Linked DNA regions of Mus musculus: region 1 is linked to region 2. A link is a contact called in public Hi-C data. All regions are on one chromosome and are shown on one strand. Each heading gives the region's core, a stretch centred on a gene start, on an enhancer-like site or on the middle of the called end of the contact. The rest is flanking DNA. Distances are from core to core; before and after follow the strand shown.

Region 1 (6,350 bases), core at 3,672-6,171, 500 kb after region 2:
CTTTGACTTTGTGCCTGGCTCTCTCAAACATGTAGGGATCTGCATAACCAGGCCCTCCCAGAGCCCAGAGCTGTTCCAAATGAGGCAGTTGAGATATATAGAGTGCTTAGCTAACCACTTCTTTATGCTCATACATCCCCAAGTCCCCTCAAACCACCCTGTTTACTTCAGGCTCACAGTGTAGTCAGAGTCAAGGGGCAGTGACTTCTAAGGGCTGGGACTGGAAGATAACGGGGACTCCAAGTACAGACAGAGTTTGAAAACATATGAATTTCTGGGCAAGGGTTGCATAGCAACATGGAAATACTTAATATTACAGAACTGTACACTTAAAATGGCCAAGATATTAGGTTTTGTCTATTTAAAAATAGATAATCATCATGTTTTAAAATAGAAACATCTAAAAAGAAAGGAGGCAGAAATAAATATGTTTGTTTTGTTGTAATTTATAATCAGCACAGAAATTCCTGCAATAAAATATAATTTGTGACCAGAAGCACTTTAAGTCTCCACCATTTGAGGATGCCACTCGTCAAGAAAATAAACCTGTCTTCAGAAATGAACACATATTTCTCTAGGAACAACACCTCACAGCCGTCTCCCATGAAGGCTGTGGGCCGTCGGTCAACCTTACTCCTTCTGTTTCAGAGCAGAGTCTAACCCTTTCTGCTCTATAGAAGCAGATTCTAGCAATGGAAGTCTGTCTTTTCCATATTGTGAGATGACTGAACATCCCATATTTCTGGTATGGCAGTTGCAAATGCCTCCCATACTTGACCTGCATTTCCACTGTCTCAACAAATAATCCTTGTAGTGACTTTGAAACAGAAAGAAAGGGAAAACACCAAGTGCTCTTGGGCAGGGTGTAAAGGTCGTGTGCAGAGCAAGACAGTCACTCACAAGTTGCTAGCCGTGATGCACGTTGTAAGACCCCAGTGCTCTCACTACTGCTATTGACACAGTCATTGAGATTGTTTCCAGGAAAGTGGAGGGGGTGTTCTGTGTCTCAGGAGTGGCATTCCAACATCAATTGGTTCAGAAGCATCCATCTCAGGAGCTTTGGTAGTTCTGATACAAGGGGGAAATTATACTAGAAAGGAGTACTGAATCCCCTAAAATTGAATTCTGAAGACTAACGTCAGGCCTATCATAAGTTAAGGATCATCTATATATGAATAAAAGGACTGAAATTTCAAACACATGACACCCACCAGGTTGCAGAAGTTTAGAGGAACAGTACACATTGTGTTGTCGGTTGAATATGTTTGAATTCTTAGTCTGCAGTTGGTTGCACTGCCTGGGGAAGAGTATGGAACGTTTGGAACATGTGGCCTAGATATCAGATGTAGGTCAATGATTTCCAGGTTACCATTTCTGCTTCCTGGTGTGGACACCCTGTGAGAATCTCTGTCACCTTTTACTGCCATTGTACTGCCCCTACAGCATGCTTTCTGTGTTATCATGGAGTAAAACTATGCACAAAATTAAATCCCTCTACCATTAAGTTGCCCCTGGCAGACATTTTATCACACCCATAAGACAAGTAACTAATACAGAGAATTGTACTGGTGATGGAGAGTGACCTCAGAGTTGTAAGCTACAAGAAAGCTTTTTTTCTCCCCACGTTGCTTTAGGTCACTGAATTTTATCACAGCAACAGAAACCCTAACTTAAACAGGTTGCTATGAATAAGAGTAATTAGTGTGGGAGAGCCATGGAGGCAGTGGTGAAATGGCTACAAAATAAAACTAGCAATGGCCATTTGGGTGGGGGAATGCATCAAGTTTCTATTCATATGCCATAGGGTCAACATAGTTGACACATCTGTGAAGAAGGGGCCCCAACTAAAGACTCAGTTGAAAGGTGCCTCTGTTAGATTTTCCCCAGGGTTACATCTGTGAAGCATCTTGTTAATTGCTAATCAATGTGGGAGGGCCTAGCCCATGGTTTGCAATGCTATTCCTGGGCAGTGTAGCGATAATCTCTTGTGTGCTGTGTGGAAGCATCACCTGCCAAACAAAAGCTGATGACCTATCAGCAACAGGCAGGAAGTAGAAGGTGGGAGTTCCAGTAGAGAGACTGGAATTCTGGGAGAGAGTCAGAGGCAGGAGGTTCTCCACCCACCCCGACTCTGTGGAAGTCAGGGGTATGAAACTGAGGAGATGAAATCAGCCATGCGGAAAGCATAAACAATATATATACATACATACATATATATATATATATATATATATGTGTGTGTGTGTGTGTGTGTGTGTGTGTGTGTGTAGAATAATAAATTAAGACTTAGTCAGGGAACCAGCCTAGGTATGGTCTAGGCATTTTTTAATAATAATAAAAAAATAACCCTCCAATTATTATTCAGGAACTGGGGCACAGGTAGAAAAGACCATGGCTATAGGGCAGGTGGTCCTGAGTTGTGTAAGAAATCAGACCATGAGAAACTAGCCAGTAAGCAATGTTCCTCCATGGCCTCTGCTTCCAGATTCCTGCCTTGAATTCCTGCCTTAGCATTCCTCCATGGTAGACAGTAACCTGTCATCTAATTAAGCCCTTTCTTCTCCAAGTTGCTTTTGGCCAGTGTTTTTATCACTGCCACAGAAAGAAAACAAGGACATCTTGAGACTACTCAGACAGGGAGTTCAAAGATTAACACCTTGACATAGCAGAGATGCTTAGAAGGCAAAACCCCAACCACCAATGAACTCAGTAGTAAGACTAAAAACACATAGAAAGACCTTCATTTGAAAGGAGAAAGTCACTCAAAAGGCCTCCTGGGGAAGTAGTTTCATTGGCTCTCATTCTAGACACCCACAGGCTGTTTAGCCATAGTCCAAGAGTGCCTGGCTGCCTTTTAAACTGTCAGAACTTCCTCTGTCCAAATGAAGCTGGCTTTGCAGGCATGCAGAGAGGAGGAGTTAGGGTCATGGGGACTGGTGCCAAGGTTTCAGAGAAAATCCTGAGGCCAAGCTGTCTATAGCAGGGTCAGATTCCATTCATAGAGACCCCAAGAGATCAATGCATTAAGCTGCAAAGGTGAAATGTAAGTTCTAATGGCTACCCCAGGATGTCAGAGATAACAAGAATATCTCAAGGAAACCTACAGGCCCTGAGTGACACTGGCTCAAAAGAGAATTCATGTGTGCTGCAGATGGCAGGTCCCTGGGAACAGGGCTACCTAAGTCTGTTGGAGTTCAGGAGATGCCACCACTTTCACTTTGCTCTGGCTTTAATGTTTGTTCTTCTGGGTTATACTCTTGCTTTGGTCAAATATTTCCTGGACCCCATTCCTGTCTTTCAGAATGAGAATGTTTACTTGGTGCTCTTGTGTGTTAGAATTTCTTTTACCCCTCACTGGGACTCACAGCTAAGAGACTGAATTCTTAGAAGACACTTTGAACTTTGGAGTGTTCAGTAGTGTTAAGACTTGCGGGCTATTTTAAAATAGAAATTAATGTGATTTTCATCATGAGATGGCAATGAACCCATGTGGACTGGAGATAGAATAACATTGGCCAAATGAATATAAAATATTACCTACCGGCTCATGTGTTTGAACATTTGGTTCCCAACTGATAGCACTGCTTTGGGAGGTTTTGGAACCTTCAGGATATATGGCTTAGCTGACAGGACCTTGTCATGGTCGGCAGGGCTTGAAGGCTCCAGCCTGAGCTTTCTATTTCCTTGTCCAGCTGCCATGTGAGGGGCTCCATCTCACTCGCCCAACACTATGGAGATGCTCTGCTTTGCCACTTTCATGATGAACTGAACCAAAATAAATCTTTCCTTCGTATTGTCTGGTCCCTTGCCACTACGATAGGCAAGCAATACATTTTGCTTCTGGCAATCATGCACAATGGGCCAGTTCTCCACATATGTTCATAAACCCTGCCTAGGTAACTTATAAAGAAGTCTTCTATAAAGAATCATATCCCTTGAGCTACACGTCCTCATTCATCCAATACAAGCTACTCACTGGCTATGGGTCATTGGCTGCCTCCTACCCAATGTAGGAGATTAAATTGAGGGTCTCTCAAGCGCTGGTGAAGCACTCTACCCCTGAACTACACTCTCCATGTAGTAAAGCTCAACTGTACTATAGAAACTTGTGAGGCAGACTAGATGTGAAAACAAGAATGCTTTCAACAAGCATCATTGACTAGTTCTGTAGTTGGTATGATACAGAGAAATACAGAAGATATAATTGTAGCCCTCGGCAAGAGCATTGAATTCTGGCTTATCCCACAGCCTAGCTCCCTGTCTGAGTAGTTTTATGGTATCCTTGTTTGCTTTCTGTTTCTGTGATAAAACACTGGCCAAAAGCAACTTGGAGAAGAAAGGGCTTAATTAACTTACAGGTTACTGTCTACCATGGGGGAAAGCTAAAGCAGGAATTCAAGGCAGGAGTCTGGAAGCAGGAACTGAAGCAGAGACCCTGGAGGAACACTGCTTACTGGCTAGATTCTCATGGCTTGCTTAGCCTGCTTTCTTACACAACTCAGGCTCACCTGCCCACAAATGGCACCACATATAGTGGGCTGGGCTCTCCCACATCAATGAACAACCAACAAAACGCCTCTCAGATGTACCCAAAGCTAACCCTGAAGGAGACAATTCTTCAGTTGAGTTTCCCCCTTCCCTAGTGTGTCAAGTTGATAATTATGATAATTTAGAAATGAATAGAAACTTGGTTCATCTCCCTACTCAAATGGTTCATTTGTGGTTCTGTTTTGTGGCCATTCTACCTCTGCCTTATACTGAATTTATGACAAAAACATAGCCTTCCAGAGGCTGAAAAGAAAATGAAAATGCTTTGATACTTAAAAAGTGCACAGTTAAATGCACTTTTCCAAGACTGTATCTGACTCCCTGGGATATGACGCATACAAATGTATCCTCAGGTTTCTTCCCCTATTGGCATGTGACAGCTGTGGTTGGTCTTACAAATCTTGTCAAACAGTGGTTACAAAACCTGAGACACATTTATCTTATCTCCTGGACCAAAAAAAAAAAAAAAAAAAAAAAAAAAATCAATTCAGTGCTTGTTGGAGAAACTCCATTTTATTTGATATCAGGAAAGTGAGTGTTTCAGTCCACAAATTTTATTTCCTCCATCAAAGCATGCAAGGCAGAATCCTTGTGGGTGACTTTAAAACTAACATTCCCTTTGGGAAGGAGTTGGAGATCTTTGCTTTAGATAGAGAGAAAAGTTCGATCTTCAAGACCAGCCAACCTTCCAGGGCCTCTCCCTCCCATCCTAATGCAATCGTGTGTCTGTGTAGCACAGACAGCTGTTTACACAGATAATATTTACTCAGGGCAGAAGATCAAGAAGATTCCTTTCCTATCAGACATCTGGAAATGTACGCAAACTTACCAGCAATGTTTGCAGATCTTGCAGAGGTCTAAAACAAAATGTGGCGGGTCTTTTTGTTCTCAGTTGTTTCCCTTGCTCTCTGCTCTTAGCCCTTAGCTGACAGTGATGATCAAGCTACAGAATACAGAATTGTCATGCCTTCCATCAGGAATCTGAATACCAAAGACGCTTTCTTGGGATAGGCAGGGTCCAGCCTTACATGTGGTTGCATAACAGAAGGCAGGGGAGGGAAACAGCAATAGTAAAAGGTTTCTGAATGTGCAACAGTGAAAATTAGTTCCAAGTCAACTAACACAACGAACCCAAGATGTTTCTGATAGTGCTTGCCCATCTTGCATTATGTGACTTCACAGCCTCCTTGGTTCTTATGGCACAGCATATAGTCAATCCCAGGCCAGAAGTCTTCTACTGAAATTACAGCGGTTCTTCCTAGTTGAATGTTCCTGGCTTTCATTCTCTCCCATCCTTTCAAAGCACACCTATGATACAGATTCTCTCTTATGAATCAATTCTCTGAAGAAGCTGAATTTTTGGTAGTTGTGTTTTCAATAATAATTTTAGTATATTGCACTCTGTGTTTTTTATGCATTTCTTTTTATTAATTGGATAATTTCTTGTAATATTATTTTCTTTTTTAATATTTTTATTAGGTATTTTCCTCATTTACATTTCCAATGCTATCCCAAAAGTCCCCATACCCTCCCCCCAACTCCCCTACCCACCCACTCCCACTTTTTGGCCCTGGCGTTCCCCTGTACTGGGGCATATAAAGTTTGCAAGTCCAATGGGCCTCTCTTTCCAGTGATGGCCGACTAGGCCATCTTTCGATACATATGCAGCTAGAGTCAAGAGCTCTGGGGTACTGGTTAGTTCCTATTGTTGTTCCACCTATAGGGTTGCAGTTCCCTTTAGCTCCTTGGGTACTTTCTCTAGCTCCTCCATTGGGGGCCCTGTGATCCATCCAATAGCTGAC
Region 2 (6,776 bases), core at 4,242-6,741:
TGGTAGGCTGAACTTGGTGTGTTGCATCCACAACCCAGGGTCTCCACCACCTTCACCTTTACCTGAAAGCCCCCACACATGCACACAAGGAACTAGTGGCTAGTCCTATCTGCCTATCTCCTGCTAGCCTTCAAGCTTCAGGAGGAAGGACGTGCCTTTAGTGTCCGGCAAGGTGTGGCTTTGGAAGCAGCTACAGGGCTGTGCCAGAGTTTCTGAGTTTTGAGAGTTTCTTGGGATTGTCCTAGTCATGGGTGTTTGTAAAACACAACACAATCTCATAAACACACCTGCTTCAGATCCCATAGTTAGAAGACAGGTTGTTGGGAGAATGGGAGGGAAGGGACAAAAAAGAACCTCTGACTGCCTAAAAAAAAGGGGGGGGGGTTGATTGTTCTTTAAGCTTTCTGAGGGTTTCTGTCCTTATTCCTACGTGAGAGTTTGAGAAATCCAGTACTGAATGTGGTTCCAGAAGTAGCAAGCATTAGGGCCCTCAAAGGCTTGAGCTGTATGCCCGACCCTTTCCACATGTAGTTCACTGTTTACAAGAGGCCTGACCACAGTCAAAGCGACCTCCTCACAAACCAGAGCCAATGCTTTGGGCTTGACATGACCCCAAGTGATTCATCATATATTTCTATAGAAATAAGGCAGTTTTCAGCCACCCTGTGGTTAAATACAAACCTTTCCTTCTACTTGAAATGAAGAATTTATTAATATTTAATAATCTTGTTTGTAAATAATTCTCTGCCTCCTCCCCATCCCTGGAGCGTGGAAGCAGTGCTTGGCAGGATGGACTGGTGTGGTGCATGTCCCTCTGGTGTGACAGCACACTGGATGCCTAAGATGAAGCACCAGGGACCGATTACACGTACAGCAGAACCCCACATCATCCAGTCCCTACTCTTGTCCCTCTGTCCTCTCATTCTGCTTACGAGCATGCCGTGTGGCCTCCCAACGATGCTCTCCTGCATTGCTCTTATGTAGATTTTTATCCTTCTTTGTTATTTCTTCACAAAAGAGACTTTTCTCTCCTCTCAGTCACTGCTGCCCAACCTGACATGACCTCTCTTGTTCCCTCCACCAGAGCCAGTTCCAAGCCTATGCATATCCTTCCCTGATGCCCAGTCTCTAGTAAGCTGAACTCTGGCTACCTGATGTCCCTATACTCCTGCTAGGTGGTGATAATTTAGAAAGAAATCTGGAATGGGCAACCAAACCTTAGATCCAGCCAGACGCAGGAAGAAGTTAGATTTTCATTGTTGTTGTTGTTGTTGCTGCTGCTGCTGTTGCTGTTTTTGCCAGAGGCTCGGGTATGATCAAATGGGCTGAAGGATGCCTCTGTGAACCAGTGCTCCAGGGAGAGGCAATGATCCTCAGGGCTCTGGCAGCAACACCAGTCCCCCAAAGCCACTGGCTCTGTGCACTCAGGATGATGGGGGAAGGCTTTCCTTTGAACACCTGCATAGCGCACTATGGCTTTGACAAGCACGTTCTTGGTCCTGCAGGGAAGGAAGACCCTGAAAGAGCTCCTGTGCTTGAGGAACAATGGAAGGAGGAGATGGTACTTTGTGCTTTACTGCCCAGTAAACACCAGTCAGCTGCTTCATTTAATATCAGAAACAGGGAACAGAGAAAGGAAACTTTATCTGGCCCAGGGGCCTCCAGCCTAAGCCAACCCTCCCTGGCCAAATCCTCTCGGCTTTGTCTTCTCGGCTGCTGGGTCGGGAGCAAAGCAGATGTGCCCATAAGTGAACTGTGTTGAAGTGCGTCTTTGTCGGTAGAAAACATGTTTTCTGCTCCTGTCTCGATTCTAAGATGCTTAAAGCCTTCCTAACAATAACGCTCAATTCTCCAGGGGAATAGGATGTTAACAAAAACAAATTGGCAACATTGGCTTTATTATTGCCCCTCTGATGTTTGTGTAGATGAGCCTTCTTATTTCCCAATTTTGTCATACAATATCCAGGAGAAGAACATTTATATGCTTATATTAGATGTACCAATGTTCAACACATATTCCCACGTGCCCACGTTCTTTTTTTTTTTCTTTTTTTCTTTTCTTTTTTTTTTCCTGAGACAGGATATCTCAATGTAGCCCTTGCTGTCGTGTAGCTTACTCTGTAGACCAGGCTGGCCTTGAATTGCCTGTCTTTGCCTCCCTGGTGCTAGGATTAAAAGCAAGCGTCACCATACATTCTGTCTTAGTTAGGGTTTCATTGTTGTAAAGAGGCAGCATGACCTAGGGCAACTCCTATAAGGGACTACATTTAATTGAGACTGGCTTACAGTTTCAGAGGTTCAGTCCATTTTTGTCATGGTAGGAGGCATGGCAGGGTCTGGACCTCAAAACCCACTCCCACAGTAAGACACATCCTCCAACAAGGCCACACCTATTCCAATATTGCCACACCTCCCAATAGTGCCACTCCCTGGGCCAAGCATATTCAAACCACCACACATTCTTTACTGATTTTATTGCTACTGTTTAAGACAGAGTCTCCCTACATATCCTAGGCTGACTTTGAACTTGTGTAATCCTCTTTTCTCTACCCTCTAAGTGCTGGGTCTTCATGTGTGCCACTATGCCCAGCTTGTGTTGTTTATACTTGAAGTTAGTGAATCAGATAAAACCAGCACAGGGAAGCAAAACCTCGGTTTTTTAAAAGTACCACATTTTGGTAATCATTTTGACCAAGGACAGAGATGGGATCAGGTATGTAGAAGGAAAAGCAAGTCAGTGGTTGACTTAAATTCACTGCCAATCCACAAGAAGAAGAGCAATTCTTCTGTCCTGGCATGCCCCCTCCCCATATCCTTCTTGTCACCGCCCTTTATCATGGGAGTGGCCAAGAAGGTCATAAGGTCAAGGGCTGAAGCAGAGGCCATGGACAAAGGCTGCTTGCCCAGTCTTCTAGTACAACCCAGGACTGCCTGACTAAGAATAGCATCACCTGCAGTGGGCTAGGCTCTCCCACATCAGTCATAACTGTTTAAAAATGTCCCATAGACTAGCCCCTTAGCCAATCTAACGGAGGCATTTTGGCAATCGAAGTTCCTTTTTTCTAAGAGGACCCAGGTTTGTGTCAAGTTGACCAGAAGAAGAAAAAATATCTAACTAGGTCAGAGGTCAAGCTCCCGGGTGCCAGAGTGGGTCAAAACAGGAAGTCCCTGTTCAGATTTGCAGTCTGTTATGAAGACACAACCTGGATGGGAAAACTGAGGCACAAACCAAAGCAGTGATGTGTGCTCGAGTGGGTACTGATGCTAACTCACGCATGATACCCTGTCATAGTAAATATTAAATATACCAGTTTGGCATGGTAAATAAGTCTTCCTCCGGGAATTCTTTTCTCTTCCAGCACTGCAGTAACTTCTGCCAAGGTGGCTGTGAATGGCGTTCACCTGCATTACCAGCGCGTGGGAGAAGGGGAACATGCGATCCTCCTGCTTCCTGGGATGTTGGGTATGTGTGGATTCTCATGGACCGCTTCTGCAGGCTGTAGATTCTCCGCGATGGATCTCGATGCTAGATGCCAAGCATCCATCATTCATTCATGTTTGCGCTTGCTAAAAAACTCTTAAGGAATATTTGCCTTGCTCAAAGTCGAATGATCTAGAAAAGTAAATAACTCTCTACTGGATTAATTTCTTACTCTTTTACCCACTTCTTCCCCCACTGAAACACACTGTGAAAACGGTGTCCTATTACTTGGGAGGACTAGAGGGGTCGAGGAAACTGGGGTCCAAAGAAGGAGCAGATGGTGAAGACAGTAAGGTGGTGACCAGCCCTCCCAGTTAGTTTGTCTGGTACCCAAGGGGACATTCCTTTCTGGAATGTGAGACTTACATTACCAAAACCAGGCCAGGATGCATCCGGACCAGGTGTGTTGGATTTGTTTAATAAAATAATAGGTGTGTGGGGGGGAGGGGGAGTGTTAAAAGACTCTTTTCCTAACAGGGTCTTACTTTAAAGCTCACACTTGCCTTAGCCTCATAAACACTTAGATGACAGGTTTGTGCCACCATGCCTGGTCTAGTTTAAACTCAGACTCAGATGAGCACGTCACCACCTGCAGTGTGTGGAGCTGAATCTCAGTCCTGTTTTATGGAAAAGCAGTTCGGGTTTAGAAAGTTCCAGAGAGGGTGCGCCATGATTTGGGGGATTTTAGGGTTGCTGCTTGCTTGCTTGCTTCCTTTTTCTTTTTGGTATTTGTGTAATCCCAGTAGAGATTTATTGTGATTTGCCTCTTTCTCCTAAAGGTCACATGCTAAAACTTTCAGCTCCCCTTGACCCTGCTCTCCAGGCCCCTGCTGACACAGTACCACTGCGGCAAGTGAGAGGCTTGGGACACTTAGCACCCGTTTCTTAAGCTTCTGAAATGAAGGAGATGTATACTCCAAAAGCTGGTGTCCAATTAAACCATCAGCAAAAGCAGTTTACCATATTAGAGATGATTTTAAATTACTCTAACACTGCGGCATTAACTACACAAAACATCCACCAGTATAATTTTTTTTTTCATTTCTGGAAAGTATTGGCATGATCCCACAGCTTTAAAATGGAGCAGTGGGAGTCTTTCCCCTACCTTGTCCCCTAGTTTCCCATGTGCCCCGCAGAATCATGTACTGATAATTATGTCTGTTCCCTAAATATTTGTTTAAGGTTTTAGTGCTCTTGGCCCTAGTTTCCGAGTGCATGCCCAGTGTTAGAAAGCAAATGTTTCCTTATTGGTGAAACTGTTATTCTAGCTTGATCTCACCACCCCTCCAACCCCTTACTTTTTGCCCTCCTTTAGGATACTTCTAGTTCAAGGGCATACAAGAAACTCCTGTGAGAAAGCCGGAGACAAGGGCTGGCAATCATTGACCTGCTTTTGGTGTGGGTTTTTTAATGATTTGTGTGATGGACCTAGATAGTAAGTGAACTTGGCTGGCTGTATATTTGTGGCCCAAGTTCTGAGTGCTTAGAAATCAAACAAACTGCTCAGTCAGTGTGGACTTTCCCCTGGACAGAGCTCTTAGTATGTGACCTTACAAACACACACACACACACACACACACACACACACACACACACAAGATGGATGTGAGCACACCACATCTCTGGTGGCTGAGCTGGTGGGGATTAACAGGGCCATTACAGGCTCTTGGCATAGGCCCCTTCGTGCTGGTTTGATAAAATACAATTTGATTTCTTAAACACACACGTTTCAGGGTTTTCATTTACTTCTACTTACTCTTAAAAGGCATTTATATTAGCTTATTTGAAAACATCTGGAATATGACACTTCTACCTGTATGCCATTGGGATCTCCGTCATTTCTAAGTCCTTAGAGAGCTAATACCCAGAAACTATCAAATTTGAAAGTTTATTTCAGTAAGGTTTATTTAATCCTTCCAAAGGAGGCATAGGAAGACTAAACTGTAAGGCTGTCAAAAGCGCTTCAAAAATACTGGTCCCGAGCCTCACTCTGGGCCTATGTCTTCCTCAAAATTACCACTAGAGGGAGACCGGAGACAGGTCCTAACTCCATCAGGCTTGGCAATGCGCCTCTGTGTGGAGCCATTGCAACACAACTCCCCACCCCCACTAGGGGTTTTTCTGGTTAATTTTTTAGAGCACCAAGAACTGTCTTTTAAAATTGTTACTGCTTCTATTTTGCTCTGGTGTTGGCTATGCTGAGAACATTCAGTGGACCGTAACCCAGTGGGTGTTTTCAGGTAGCGGAAAGACCGATTTTGCACCTCAGCTTCAGAGCCTAAATAAGAAGCGCTTCACATTGGTGGCCTGGGACCCTCGAGGATATGGATATTCCAGACCCCCAGATCGAGATTTTCCACGGGATTTTTTTGAAAGGGATGCAAAGGATGCTGTTGACTTGATGAAGGTGAGACCCAGAGAAGTGCTGGAGTGGGGAGAGATGACTGGGCCCATCTTTATTTGTTCTAATTCCTGGTGTTCTTTCTTTTTACAAAGGCAATACCAAGTGAGTCTAATATAAGGAAGAGCTAAAGGACCAAGTAAAAACAGAGCCCAGCTATCTAATGATGCTACTGCCAAGACACCAAGGCTCTGCCTTTCCCACCAGTCTCCTGGCATAAGTGCAGTTTTAGTTTTGTTTTGTGTTACTTTGGTTTGAGACAGATTTTCATTGTATAGTCTTAATGGGCCTTGAGATCTCAACCCTTCTGCTTCAGGCTCTGACATACTAGGATTGCAGGCCTACAACACCACACCACACATAGCAAAATACACAGCTTTATACAGATGAAAATGGAGTCCTAAACCAGAGGTTCAACTCCATGGCTTCCACCCAAAAAAAGCAACAAGAAATGCTGGTGAAGAGACAGGAAAGTGTTCTAAAACCAAAACTGCCATTTGGAGAAGATGGAAAGTAAGCCCTTCGGACCATCTTCAGGGTACTGACATGAGCTTTAGGTTTAGGGAGAGCAAGAACTGGAGAGGTAGCAAGAAGTCTACAGAATTAAGCTGTCCTGGTCAAGGTGTGGTCTGGTGTTATCTCAGTTCTGGTTCTGCAGGGAAGCCTGAGGAAGTCATGACTGTTGATGCTCAGGAGTCATCTCACAGGGTGACTTGTCTGTAAGGCTCTGCCATTCCTGCAATCCAAGCTGACTTCAGGCTTAGAACCATGTCTGGAACAGGACATTAAGAAAGGCAACGGTAAGGTGCCACCGCTGCTTGTATGCTCGTGCCTTCAGCCTTGATGGGATTATCCTAGCAGGGTTACCATTGTTGTGATGAAACACCATGACCA

What was found. Hi-C and Micro-C count contacts between places; a contact is called where the count stands out from the background.
Region 1: a contact with region 2 is called in a Hi-C map of liver, with 2.4 times the contacts expected there. The contact joins two enhancer-like sites. A contact is called at or near these places in 2 of 484 Hi-C or Micro-C datasets (both in liver) and 1 of 115 datasets of contacts at active chromatin or transcription factors (pancreatic cancer cells).

The regions. Positions count from the first base shown.
Region 1 is chr13:34,545,395-34,551,744 of GRCm38.p6, forward strand. No RefSeq gene overlaps it. Among named protein-coding and RNA genes, the nearest start is that of Gm40909, 42 kb to the left of the region's middle. Within about 2 kb of position 4,922, at least 4 of the 459 cell types and tissues checked have an H3K27ac peak or open chromatin away from gene starts, as enhancers often do. A contact at or near this core is called in liver, where this site is marked.
Region 2 is chr13:34,041,065-34,047,840 of GRCm38.p6, forward strand. It overlaps Bphl (biphenyl hydrolase-like (serine hydrolase, breast epithelial mucin-associated antigen)), which reads left to right. Exons shown (of 7, transcript NM_026512.1): 2 at 3,360-3,463; 3 at 5,722-5,888. Among named protein-coding and RNA genes, the nearest start is that of Bphl, 6.8 kb to the left of the region's middle. Within about 2 kb of position 5,492, at least 16 of the 459 cell types and tissues checked have an H3K27ac peak or open chromatin away from gene starts, as enhancers often do. A contact at or near this core is called in liver, where this site is marked.